Linked DNA regions of Rattus norvegicus: region 1 is linked to region 2. Evidence: chromatin contacts called from public Hi-C data. All regions are on one chromosome and are shown on one strand. Each heading gives the region's core, a stretch centred on a gene start, on an enhancer-like site or on the middle of the called end of the contact. The rest is flanking DNA. Distances are from core to core; before and after follow the strand shown. Region 1 overlaps LOC120095117 (a long non-coding RNA gene). Region 2 has its middle 210 kb from the start of Hs3st3b1.

Evidence for each region. Hi-C and Micro-C count contacts between places; a contact is called where the count stands out from the background.
Region 1: a Hi-C map of liver shows a contact between it and region 2, with 2.4 times the contacts expected there. The contact joins two enhancer-like sites. A contact is called at or near these places in 2 of 12 Hi-C or Micro-C datasets (both in liver).

The regions. Positions count from the first base shown.
Region 1 is chr10:49,030,007-49,036,296 of GRCr8, reverse strand. LOC120095117 (a long non-coding RNA gene) reads left to right here. Exons shown (of 6, transcript XR_010055375.1): 6 at 191-1,640. Among named protein-coding and RNA genes, the nearest start is that of Hs3st3b1, 60 kb to the left of the region's middle. Within about 2 kb of position 3,441, at least 1 of the 93 cell types and tissues checked has an H3K27ac peak or open chromatin away from gene starts, as enhancers often do. A contact at or near this core is called in liver, where this site is marked.
Region 2 is chr10:48,877,087-48,883,541 of GRCr8, reverse strand. No RefSeq gene overlaps it. Among named protein-coding and RNA genes, the nearest start is that of Hs3st3b1, 210 kb to the left of the region's middle. Within about 2 kb of position 2,356, at least 1 of the 93 cell types and tissues checked has an H3K27ac peak or open chromatin away from gene starts, as enhancers often do. A contact at or near this core is called in liver, where this site is marked.

The sequences.
Region 1 (6,290 bases), core at 2,192-4,691, 150 kb before region 2:
TTAGTACTAATTGTCAATTTGGGAATATGTGCAAGTTCCCAGGCCTCCTGTCCCTTCCCTGTGAGTATTCATAGATATACCACATATAGCTATATTGAGATCATATGGGTATAGAAGCACCCGTGAGAGTAAACGTCTCATACTTGAAATCATATAATATGTGATTTTCTTTCTTTTTTTCTTCTTAAAGGATTTATTTATTGTATGTATGTGAGTACATGGTAGCTGTCATCAGACGCATCAGAAGGCGGCATTGGATCTCATTATGGATGGTTATGAGCCACTATGAGGTTGCCGGGAATTGAACTCAGGACCTCTGGAAGAGCAGTCAGTGCTCTAAACTGCTGAGTCATCTCTCCAGCCTGTTTCTTTCTTTCTTTTTGTTAAAATCAAACATTATAATTTTCATGGCAGTTTTGAAAGCTGGATGTCACTGAGTGACAGTATATGCCGTCATATGTGTTCAAGCCTAATTCTACTAATGGAAGTCACGGATGTTAGGTTTCAAACCTGGGACAAATGGCTGAGGAGTTTATTTAATACATCAAAGAAGACATGGTCACCAGGTTCTCCTGGCTTCCCTCAGTCCCTACCTACTATAGGGTCCTCCTGGCTGACATACTCCATCCGTACCCTAAACTTCCCCAGTCCAGTGGTCTAGGCTGCTCTTCCCCTATAATCCAGACATGTTGGTTATCTGCTGTCTTTGTACTTTTGGGCCTCCCGGCTGCTGCTGCACTTGGTTCCCTCTCCCTTCTCTCCCCACATGGCTCAGGGTCATGTCCACCCACACGACCCAGATGTCCCTGCCCCTGGCTGTGCTCTCCCACATGTCTGTAATAAACTTTCTCCTTCTCTATACCTAGGAACAACCATGCTTCCTTTCCTTTCCTTTCCTTTCCTTTCCTTTCCTTTCCTTTCCTTTCCCTTTCTTTCTTTCTGTCTGTCTGTCTGTCTGTCTTTCTCTCTTTCTCTCTTCCTTCCTTCCTTCCCTCCTTCCTTCCTTCCTTCCTTCCTTCCTTCCTTCCTTCCTTCCTTTCTTTCTTCATCCAACCTCCAGGTTTGCTTAACTGTGATCAGAACTGGGAATTTTAAGAGTAATATAAGTCAAATGTAAAATAATTGTTTGGTATAGACTTATAAAATTGTAAATTTCTGGGGCACAGGAGCAAACACTTTTTTTTTCTTTTTTTCCCCGGAGCTGAGGACCGAACCTAGGGCCTTGCACTTGCTAGGTAAGCGCTCTACCACTGAGCTAAATCCCCAACCCCTAGGAGCAAACACTTTTAAGGCTTTTAATTAATGTCATCAAATTACTTGTCGGAAAATGTAAAGTGTGAAGATGAATTGAAAAACATAGATCCTGGTGAGGAATTACATGTGCATAGCACTGAGGCAGGAGGCGTTAGAAAGCTCAGAGACAGGTCAAGCTTCTGCATCATATTACTTTATTTGCTTTGTCAAACAAGCAAACAAACCAGTCAGGGAGCCAGCGAGATGGCTCAGTGGGTAAAGGAGCTTGCTGCTAAGCCTGGGGATCTGAGTTCAATTCCTGCATCACACACAGTAGAAACGACTCTGCCAGTTGTCATTGTGACCCACACATTAATAAATAAAAATTTTAAAGTATGAATTGGTATAAACTCAGAGTTGTTAGATGTTTTCATTTTCATTACTAAAAAGAAAGAGTGTAAAAGGTAGGAAGGCAAGCAGTAAGTCCGACAGCATTTGTCTAAACTCAGCAGACATTTCTAATACATTCATTTTAAACTAACAGTCGCTGCACTTTGCAACTGTTTCCTTTCGCTAGTTTTCTTGCCAAGTCCACACTTCTTTCAGGGCTCCATTCATTGACTTTGATCCCTGTTTGTGACTCATGTAGGGGCGCACTTAACCTTTGTGGCCGATGTCACCCAGGGCCCATCCTCTAATGCTTCCAATTTACCTTTGGTATAGGCAGGTTTTATTCTTTGATTTTTTTTTTTTAAAGCCAGAAATCTGAGTTGTTGGTGTACCAACACTGAGAGCTCACAGACCTTCGCTTTGAAGCCCTAAGGCTTGGATGGAGACCTTAGAGAAGGATTTGTTGTTTTCTAAGCGAAATGCTAAGAATGTGTTTTCAAAACAGAATGTTTAAGGGGGGGAGGGGGAAGGGCAGCTGCGGTTCCTCTTTCTTTGTGGCAGATCTGAAGCAGAAGAAAGAAGTCCTTGAACCTATACTCTCCTCATCTATTTACTGACTCTATCAGGCTGCCCTGGGGGCCCCTGGGAGCCCAGGTCAAATGGCCAATCAATCCAAGTTAAACAAGTTATTTGCTTCAAGAAGAAACAAAGAAAAGCAACCTTTCTTTCTAACCACTCAGCTGAGCCAATGGAACCACTCCCCCTCCTCCCTACCCCTTCCTCTCCCTTGTTTGCTGTGCTGTTGACAGTCGGCTCGGTCCAGCAGGACAGGAACACAGTGGTGACCTCAACAGAAAGAACAGGACAATGCTTGGGAGCAGCAGACAGTGGGGTCAAAGGCCAAAGGACCAGACCAAGATCAAGGAACGCAGATAACTAGGGTCAATGCCTACACTAACCCCCTGGTCACCAGGCGAGTGGTGGGGACCAGGAAGCTGCACAGCACACTGGGCCACAGTCACCCAGTCAGGGTCGCTGGAACTTCTGGGGCAGTTGCTTACCCACCCAACCTAGCAGAAGGTCCTCCAGGGATTCTCTTTAGAGATCCTGGAGGTGCAGAAACTGGATATAGCTGGCCAGGACAAGTTGAGAAAGCCAAAATCCCAGCCCCTGATGAAAGCAGTACACTGCTCTGGAAAAGAGAGCTTTACGGCATCTTGGCCAGGATGGGCTGCCTTCAGGACAGGTGGAGTTTCCTGAAGAGAAGGCACAGGCTGTGAAAGCAGGCTCTTCATTAGAGAGAGCTGACTGACCCTTTGCTCAGTCATGTTTAGTAGGAACCAGAGAAAGAAACCAAGGCAAGGGAGGAAGAGGCAGCTTTTGATGTGCATTTCTTGAGGTCACGGCCTTAGCATGCAGAAACAGGAGTGGAGACCAAGCTGTAGTCTGTATGGAAGGTGGTCATCATAAGGAGCAGAAGTAGGAAGCTGACAGAACACGCATTGTTGCACAGAACGGTACAGTGGGCAACTAGGCTCAAAATTCCCTGTGAATTCCAAAGGCGTCCCGGAGAGCATTTTATCTCTCTCAGGAGGAAAAGAGGAGCAGTTTGTCAGTTCTTGCAAGCCATCATCTGGGGATTTTCCAGAGGTTGAGACTTGCTGGGGTTTTCTTGGCCATGTGGGCTCTAATGTCCAGAAAGAGTCCCCAAAGAGGGCAGAGGGGAAATGGTTGGAGCCATTCTGGTTAGTATGCATGGCAGAGGTGGGTGGCAGAGTCCTGGTTAATAAGTAAACGTGACATTCCATTCAGAGACACTCAGGATCCCTCCACGGAAGTCCCCAGTCTCACTGGTCAAAAAGCACACTCCTCCTGTGGCATGGTTGTCTCCAGCCCCTCCGTCTGCTTGTGGGTTTTCCTGTCAGCTCAGGAAGACATCTCACGAGTTTTTGTACAAACGCTGGCTTACCACGCAATGAAATATAAACTATGGCAGCCTCTAAAGGCAGCCAAACGTCTAGTTAAAATGACAGAGGACACGACCTCAGTGGGCAGCCGTGGGGCCGCGTAGATCCGTGTGCCAAGCTCACAGTTTCTGAGACTGTGGTCTTCTGACAGTTTTGACTCATGTTTTACATAATCATCTATTATCTTAATTTGTAGCATTTCTTTGAAACTCACCCGAGGGCATGTTCTTTCAGAAGCTCAATTACATGCAGTCGGTTGTCTGACAACCTCTTGGCAAACGTTTTTTTTTGTGAGAGTAGGATTTGCGTTTTGACAGGCAGGAGGACACAGCCGATTCTCAACAGGTGCCTCTGGGAGGGCACTGTAGGTGAGGGGGGAAACATGCTAGAAATGTCTTGGGAAATGTAGTGACTAGCGTCGATATGGAGGTACCCAAGCTTCTTTTCTCTTTAAAGGATTTTCCCCCCAAAAAATATTTATTTAGTTACTTTTATGCATATGGGAGTTTTGCCAGCATGCACGTGTACCATGTGAGGGCAGGGCCTGAAGAGACTGAAGAGAATGTCAGCTCACTCGGAACTAGAGTTACAGATGTCGCTGAGCGGTCACGTGGGTGCTGGAAATCGAACCCAGACTCTCTACAAGTAGCCAGTGCTCTTAACCACGTAGGCATCTCTTTGTTCCCTTAAGGATTTATTTTTGTTTACACACATGCGTGTGACTATATGAATGGATGCCACGTGGGGGTGGGGGGTTTCCTGCAGAAGCTAGAAAAGGCCATTGGGTCTCCCGAAGCTGGAGTTACAGACATGTTGTGTCATTCAACATGAACCTATGTTGGATCTCCTGGAGAAGCAGCAAGTGCTCTAACCACTCTACTACCTCTCCAGCCTCCAGGCGTTTTTTTTTTTTTTTAAACTATGCTTTTTATTTTTAATGAGCACACAGTAATTCTTCTGTATGGTTTTAGTGTGAACTGTCCCCTGTAGGCTCTTGTGTTTGAATACTGGCTCTCCAGTTGGTGGTGATGTTTTGGGAAGGTCACAGTCACACGGTCACATAACCACCACCATCACCTATGTGCAGAAGTTTCTCATCTTGCACAACTGAAACTCTGATTTATTAAACATCAAATCCCTGCTCCACCCTGTTCCCAGCTCTGGTAGCTTCCGTTCTGCCTTCTGTGCCTGTGGACTTGACAATTCTGAGTCCCTCATGTGAGTGGCCTCCTGAAATGTCTGTTGTTTTTGAAACTAGCTTATTTCACACCCCATAATAGCCTAGACATTCACCTATGTCATCAAATGCCTCAGAATTTCCCCCCTAATATTCCAGAGGCTCATTCTAGCTCAATGCAGCCCCAGGGTCATGCTGAATAGCAAGCCCCTGCCCCGGATAACTAAACCCATCCGCTGGGCACCAGTTAAACCTGGGCAAGCTTCCCATTCAGACTGGGATAAGTCTTTGTATTCCAAATTTGTAGTGAGAGGGACAGAGAAACCCACTGTGGCTCTCTTTTAATTACAAATCGAGTGTCTCTAATTTGGAAGTGTAAACCCTTCGGAATGGCAATAGGGTGCCACCCAGTGCAAAATTCCTCCACTGAGATTTATCTGGGGATAAAATTATTAAAAAAAAATATGCAATTGCCTCAATTTATGTCAAATGAAGTGCATATGAGGCAGGAATGAGTTTTGCATTTTGGCCTGAGTCTCATGCCTCAAATGCATCATGCGTATGCAAAGACCCCAAACCTGAAAGCAAAGTGCCTGACAGTCCAAACATTTTGGGTGTAGATTATCTAACCCGCACGCACCATTGCTTTTGACGATGGTGTAGCACACATTACGCGAAGCTTACTACTAACTTACCGATATCCTCATGCTCAGTTGAGTAGAGCACACTGACTGAGAATGCTCCAGGCCAGCACCACCCCAGCACAGAGGCAAACCTGAATCTCCACACTACCAAGCAGCCCCTCCCTACCGATGTTCCCTAAGCCTGCTGGCTGTCTCTAGCTGGTTTTGTCTGCTCTGCTACACAGCAAAATCACCTGGCACCTCCCGCTGTTGCCTACCTGGAATTATATCAGTTCACAACTAGCTTGCTGCAGACAGCCTGTTCCCCTCCGTCAGAACAGCATTGGGAGGATCATTGTGAGTGCTTGCATACGGATGTTGTCAAGATTTCCATGCTCCCAAACATTGTGGCTACGGGTGGGCTTTGCCAACAGCGTTCTCACTGCTGAGAGGGATTGTTTGTGTAAATGAGGTTTTGGAAGAAGTCACGCAGAATTGTCGATAATGGGAACCTCAGAGAACATCGAACAACCAGCCAGTGCTCCAGGGATGTGCTTTCTGGTCCTTTTCTGTGGTGAGGAGAACATCATCCCAGGTTAAGAGAACATCACAGTTTCTGGGTTTCCTTGGCAGATTGGGCTGTGTGCAGCTCAAAAGTTCACATCCAAATTGCTGGATCAGACACTGTCCATGACTTTATTTAAAATATTTTAAGCTATTCACAAAGCTGGAAGAATCCTGTTAAGTCTTAAACCCTGGACAAAGGTGCCTACTTACCACATCAAAGTGGACCTAAGTCTCTACCTGCTCCTGGGTGTGGCTGGTGTACCCCACCCTCTACCCTAAACTCTCCTGTCCTGGGCTGCCCTTCCCCTAGACGCTCTTCCTAACATAATCCAG
Region 2 (6,455 bases), core at 1,107-3,606:
TTTGTCTCTTTTCCTTCAACTTGTTTGTTTTATCCTGTTCTGAATTGTTTGCTCTTGTTTTATTTTATTCTTATTATTCTTTAAACACATCTTTGTTGGGTGTTGGGCTGTCTTTCTGTCTCACCATGGTGGCAGCCCATGCTTTTCTGGAAGAGAAACAGCGAGGTGTGACACAGATACCATGCTTCTCAGCCTCCTGGGTACCCAGATGCTGATTCCAGAACGGTGGGCCTTGGTGCTAGCATTCTGTCTAAGCTCTACCCCCACAGCTACTGGGTGGCAGCCCGGTGTGCCTGAAACTGTAAAAGGGGCTGCACCCCCTCCTCACTCTCTTGCTTTCTTGCTCTTTTGTCTTCCTGCCCCCACTCTCATCCCATTCCCTCCCCCACAATGTGCTCATGGCCGGCCTTTAGGCTCCTCCTCCTTCTCCTCCCCCTCCTCTTCCTCCTCTATCTCCTCCTCTCTTCTCTCTCTCTCTCTCTCTCTCTCTCTCTCTCTCTCTCTCTCTCTCTCTCCAATCTCTCCCTCCCTCCCTTCCATGCCCCTACTACCCTCTTAACTCCTCTTCCCCATTCCCTGAATAAACTCTATTCTATACTCTATTGTCCTATAGCTGGTCCCTCAGGGGAAAGGGATGTCTCAGCATGGGCCTGCTGAGGCACCCCCTTTCCTCATACTTAACCACACCTCCGTAGAATACAATCCCCACTCTCTTTATCTTTTTATAAGCACATCACTCAGATCCATGTTTCACCTAAGCACCAGGCAGGAAATGAATGGTTGAGCCTGGATCTGGGCAGAATCTGGTTTGGTTCCAAGTGAGTGCCAAGAGAACACAGAGGGACTGGAAGAGGGAAGGCTTTCTCCGGGAGAGCAGCTCTTTCCTATGGAGGCCTTCTTCAAGGAGATCCTTGATGAAGGAGATGGTCCCTGCTTGTCCACACTGCTTTATTCATGGTGGATATAAATACATATATCTTACTCAGGGTGAAGCAGGGATTAGATACCTTTTGCAGGAAGCGATACCCCGGAAAGGAAGTTCATTGGCTGAACACTCAGGGCCTATCTAGATACCTCATCAGCATGGAGAATTCCAGGTTTTTATGCTCTGTGACCGATTGTCCTGGTCCTTTCAGTGGGGTGTCATGGTTAGGCGTTTCAGAACAGATAGAGCCTGACCCGGAGCCGGTTCTACACCTGCCGTTCTCAATTGTGAGATTTTTTTTCCAGGATTTTTGAACCTGCTCCAGCCTTACCAGTTCTTCTGTCTGGTGGCACAGTTCACTTGACCCACAGTTGGGTGTGAATTCAGATGAGAGGGGTGTGGGAGACTCTCGGAGAAGTGAACTTTAACCAGAATATATTATATGGAAAAAAATCTATTTTCAATAAAAGCGAGGTGGGGAGTGCCAAGGTGACCAGATGGAGTCCAGACCTTAACAACCCCTGGATTCTACAGATCTGCTGGAGTCAGAAACCAAAGATAACACCCACTGATATCAATTTACTATCAGAGGGCTGTGGTTAGAGCTATGGGTCCAAATTAACTTCCAAGATCACAGAAGTACACAGTCTAGGATCCACACTGACATTTAGCACTTCGGAGACCACAAACTTATACTCATATTGTCAGAGCTTTTTGTCCCTTCCCCCACCCCTTACTTACAGTTCCTTTGTGCAAATAGCTTTGTGAATTTAAGCTACAGTCTCTCATGGGATTCTAGGAACACTGGAGACAAAGCCTGGGCCCACCACTGACCCCTGAGGCCACTGAGCTGGAGTTCTGGTCACAGGGTGCAGTCCAGTCACCAAGCTCTTGTTATTTTAGTACCCTTTAGTACATGGTGCCCTGCTGGCTTATGGAAGCCACTAGACATAAAAGTTAGGTCCTGTTCTTCCTCCCTGCCCCATGCTCACAGAAATAAGACTCAGACTCAAAAATATATCTACAAATACCTTGGCCATACATCTAGGCTTTTCTCTGATTAGATCACAATTTAAATTATCCCATGAATTCTAATCTACATTCTGCCATGTGGCGGATTACCTGTGCTCAGGGACCTTGTGTCCTTCTCGTCACACCAACCTGGATCTATCCTAGAATTCATTCTGCCTCCTGGATGTCCCACCTTCTATTCTACTCTTTCCTATAGGCCGTACATTTTTTAATTGACAGGTGATGCATCCATACAATGCATATGATATTCTCCCTGCAACTAGAGGCATGTCTTTGACAGCTAATACAAATATAGAGCATTCTGCTTCCTGGTTGGCTGCATGATGTAACCAGCCATGGCCTGTTCCTGCCTACATGGCCTTGCTGCTCTGCATGCCAAGCATTCCATGCCAGGATGGACCAAAGTCCCGTGAAACTGAGTCAAAATAAACCTTCCCTTCCTGTGTCTGTCAAGGACTTCATCATGGTAAGTAGATCAGTAACTAAGACATAACTGTTAGTAAATATGAAAGTCTTAGAATATACAAAGTGTGCCTTTCAACTACCTTGGAATCCGATTGAAAATAAAGGCAGAGAGATATCAGGAAGAGGGCCAACCATTTAGATAATGAGCTACTTACTCTGAAGTAACCAATGGCTTTTGCCAAGCAAACAGAAGGACGTGTATAAAACCAGATAGCAGTGGCAAGCGTGTCACGGTGACGAAGGCAGCCGACGGTTGGTTTCAAGGAATTTACAATTCTAACTGCGTGGGTTGGGCGGTTCAAACTGATTTCCTTAGCCTCTACTAAAGAAAAGGAGTAGATTAAATCCTAAGAAGAGGAGGAAAGCCAGCTCTTACATGTCCAGGAAACAGTGAAATACAGGTTGACAAGTTAATTCCTCGAAGGATAAATAAAAATAAAAACCTTTTAATGAGCTAGAAAATATATAATCTGATAGCTTTACTGAAAATGTAAAAAAGACAAACTACTAGTATCAGTTATGAAGTGTGAGATCAGTATAGATTAGAGATGTTAAGAGGATAAAAATTATGAGCAAATTATCAACACATTTCTTAAAAGGCACACATCTCTAAAAGTGATACATAAAGAAACAGAAAGTGTTAAGTCTAAGCAAAATTAAATTTATTTTATAGTAAAAAAATCTTTCCTCAAAGAAAACTCATACAAGATGGCTGTAAAAAGTAATTCCATTAAACAAAATTTATCTGCAAATGTGAGGTCAGAATCACTCTGATAACCAAAGCAAAGCAAAGCAAAAACCCGCAGAGCAGAATCTCTCACGGACATGGACCCCAGTGCCTTCAGGGGCTAATTCAATCAGCAGTATATAAAAATGATAGCACCGTATGAGCCAGTGAGGGTTTTTTTCTATTATGACAACAACTAGCTTACTATCCAGAACCAAATTAGTGCTAATCCTATGTAGAAAAAGTACTTGATAACTTTTAAAAAAAAAAATCACAAAACTCTTAGCAAGCTTAAAAGGTAACCTAATAACAAGGAACTATGGGAAATCTACAGCTATTGTCATAGCTAACAGCAGAAATAAAGAAATAACTGGATACTTTGCTATTACAACTGAAGACAAAGCAGGGTGTAGCCACTGCCTTAAAATTTGTGTTTCGTATTTCCATGTTTTATCTTTGGTTCTGTAAGTAAATGGGGGCACTTAAGTATACTTCTGTATACTTCAAATCTTCCTGATCACTCGTGTTTTGTTTGCTTATTTTTGAGTTTTTTGAAAATTGAACCATGCTATCTCCGGTTCGGGGGTTTTGCTCTTTTGGTTTTAATTCCACACCGTGTTTCTAAGATGCATATGTATTGCTGTGACGCCTTTATTCATTTCTCCCGGAGTGTTATTTTCCACCTCGAGCACCAACGCAGTGTATCTTATTTTCCACCGCGAGCACCAACGCAGTGTATCTGGCATCAGCTACTTGCTTCATTTTAATCAGATCATTTCTGAAGCAAAATACGAACTGTATTGGTGCAAGCTTAGAAACGTCTTTAGGAAGAGGCAATTGTATGGGTCATCAATGCTGAATTCAAGTGTCCCGGGGTTCCCTGTGATAGCCTCTCTCTGGCCTCAGGGCTTGAGCATCCAAAATGAACATGTTTCATTCTCTCCTAAGCTTCTTGCCAGCTTAGATGGCCTCTGTTAATAACTCATGTCATGTTTGAACTCCCTGTCGCTGCCCTGAGACTGAGGTCTTAATGAGGCTGTGCAGATAGTCCTGAGTGCAGGGAAACAGAGTTTCGATACCTCCAGGGCACTGTCAGGAAGGAGGCACAAGAAATAACTGACGTTGTTCAAGGTGGAGACAAGATGTGAACAGTCTTTAGCATGCTGAATCTCTATGTCTCTGTCTCTGTCTCTGTCTCTCTCTGTGTCTCTGTCTCTGTCTCTGTCTCTCTCTGTCTCTCTCTCTCTCTCTCTCTCTCAAATCACACAAGAAATTTAATCCTGGAGAGAGGAAAATGAAGTCATCAAGGTTGTAAGAGGCACAGCAATGCCCCTGAGTCTAGAGTCTTGGGAGGAGGTCTCTAAATCACTAGTTACTATGCGAATTAGTTACCTTACAGAGAAAATTGGTGAACCTGCTGGGATCATTAACACATTAACAGAATTACCTTTATTGGTTTGGCTCTCAGCTACTTAGCAGAGAGCCAGCCTGAGGGAAGGGGTCCTTGCAAGGGCCAGTGGTGAGTGGAGTTTCTTTCTGCATCTCGGTCTCCTGGGAGTGACAAGTCCAGAAGAGAGGCCCAGAAGAGGGAAGAGAGGGTAGGCAGATGTGTGTTTGTGTGTTTGTGAACGCCTCTGACCACAGGAGGAAACATCTCCTCCATACTTGCAGGCCACACTGGCATCCTCCCCAAAACCCAAAGGGACTCTGGGTGCTCTTGTCCCAATCTGCTTCTTGTCCCGTGTGCTCCCAGGCACTCTTCCTTCTCGGAGTTTCTGTCAGCTGCCTCACAGATCTTACACTGGATTTTCCAAGTTTTAACTCTTATCTGCTTTAGCTCCTCTCATCTCTTCCATAGAACGTTGCCCGTGCATCAGATTCCTCCTCCCTTCCCCTCTGATCACGATCCCACACGGAACAAAATCACACACCTCTCCAACCAAAAGCATCACCGAGTGTCATCGGTCACACCCACTTGTGGCCGGATTGCTCTTGTAGTGAGTTTCTACCGGGCTCCCTGGAACCCAGGAGTGGACTCGTAATCCCTCACAGCTATAGCGGTGAGCATCTGGCCTCCCCTGCAGTCTGATACCCCCTGCTCTGCCCTGTGGGAACAATCCAACCGCATCAGTCACGCTGCATCTCCTAGCCCGTACTCAAGCTTTGCTCCTGCACAGAATGAGCGAGAATACCCTTCCTACCCCAGCAGCCCCGCACAGGCTCTGTTTTGTCAGCTGGGTCTTTGTTGAAGTTTCCAGTATACCTCCAGCCTTGCCTTATTAAAGACCGCTAAAGAGAGAGCTACATAAAACAATAATAGTTTCTATTTATTGAGTGTCGTGGAATGCGGGCGCAATTGTAAATGTGCCTTTTTGCACCTTATCTCATTTGAACCTCCCGGCAAACTGCTGACTTAGACTCCTTATTAGCCCCACTTAACAGAGGAGAAACTGAACGACAGAGTTGGCTTTCCAGCCAATGGCTAATTCCACACTCTGACTACTCTATGCTGCCCCCTTCCGTGACTGGTGGTATTTGCAGCCTATAACATTTTGTTCCCAGATGTTGCTTCCTGGGACTTGCTGCTTTCCACCACAAAGTGCTCACCCAGGGCCGTGAGTGCCCTTTCTGCTGGTCCTTTGGAGTTCTTCGGTGCAGCACTGGGTATTAAATGGATGGAGTGCAGACAGTAAGGTGCAATGTGTTCCTGCTAAAGAATTGTGAGAGATTTTAACAGGGGTATAAGGAGGTCTTTTGTATGTGTTTACTTTTTAGAAATCCTTCTTCGGTGGCTTGTGGAGGGATGGGATGGGACAGCTGAAGTGGGACAGCTTGTCGCTGGAGCAGTAGCTATTGTGACCGACCCTGCGAGTCCTTAATAAACTAAGGAAATGTATGTGAATTTCTACACCTGTTTGGTGTGCATGGCTCTCCAGCCTCAGATACGTGCTGTACCAGCTCTCCACTGTGTGACAACACGCCTGAGGAAGTCAGTTCATTGGAGGGAAGACTTCCTTTGGCTCCTGGTTTCAGAGATCTTGGCCAATGGTGAGTCTGTGCTGCTGCTTAGAGTCCGTGACCATACAACCCATCAGTGGCATGTGACAAAGGAGAAACAGAGGGAGCAAGAGGAAGATAGGTCTCTCTCTTTCCTTCAATGCATTCTCCTGGTTATCTAACCACCCTTCTTCCCTTTGGGCCCATCTCCTAAAGGTTCCACAACCTCCCAACAGTGCCACAAGTTGGAGACGTCTAGACCCCAGCATAGGGACCATTGGGGTCATTCCAGATCCAAACGATAACACG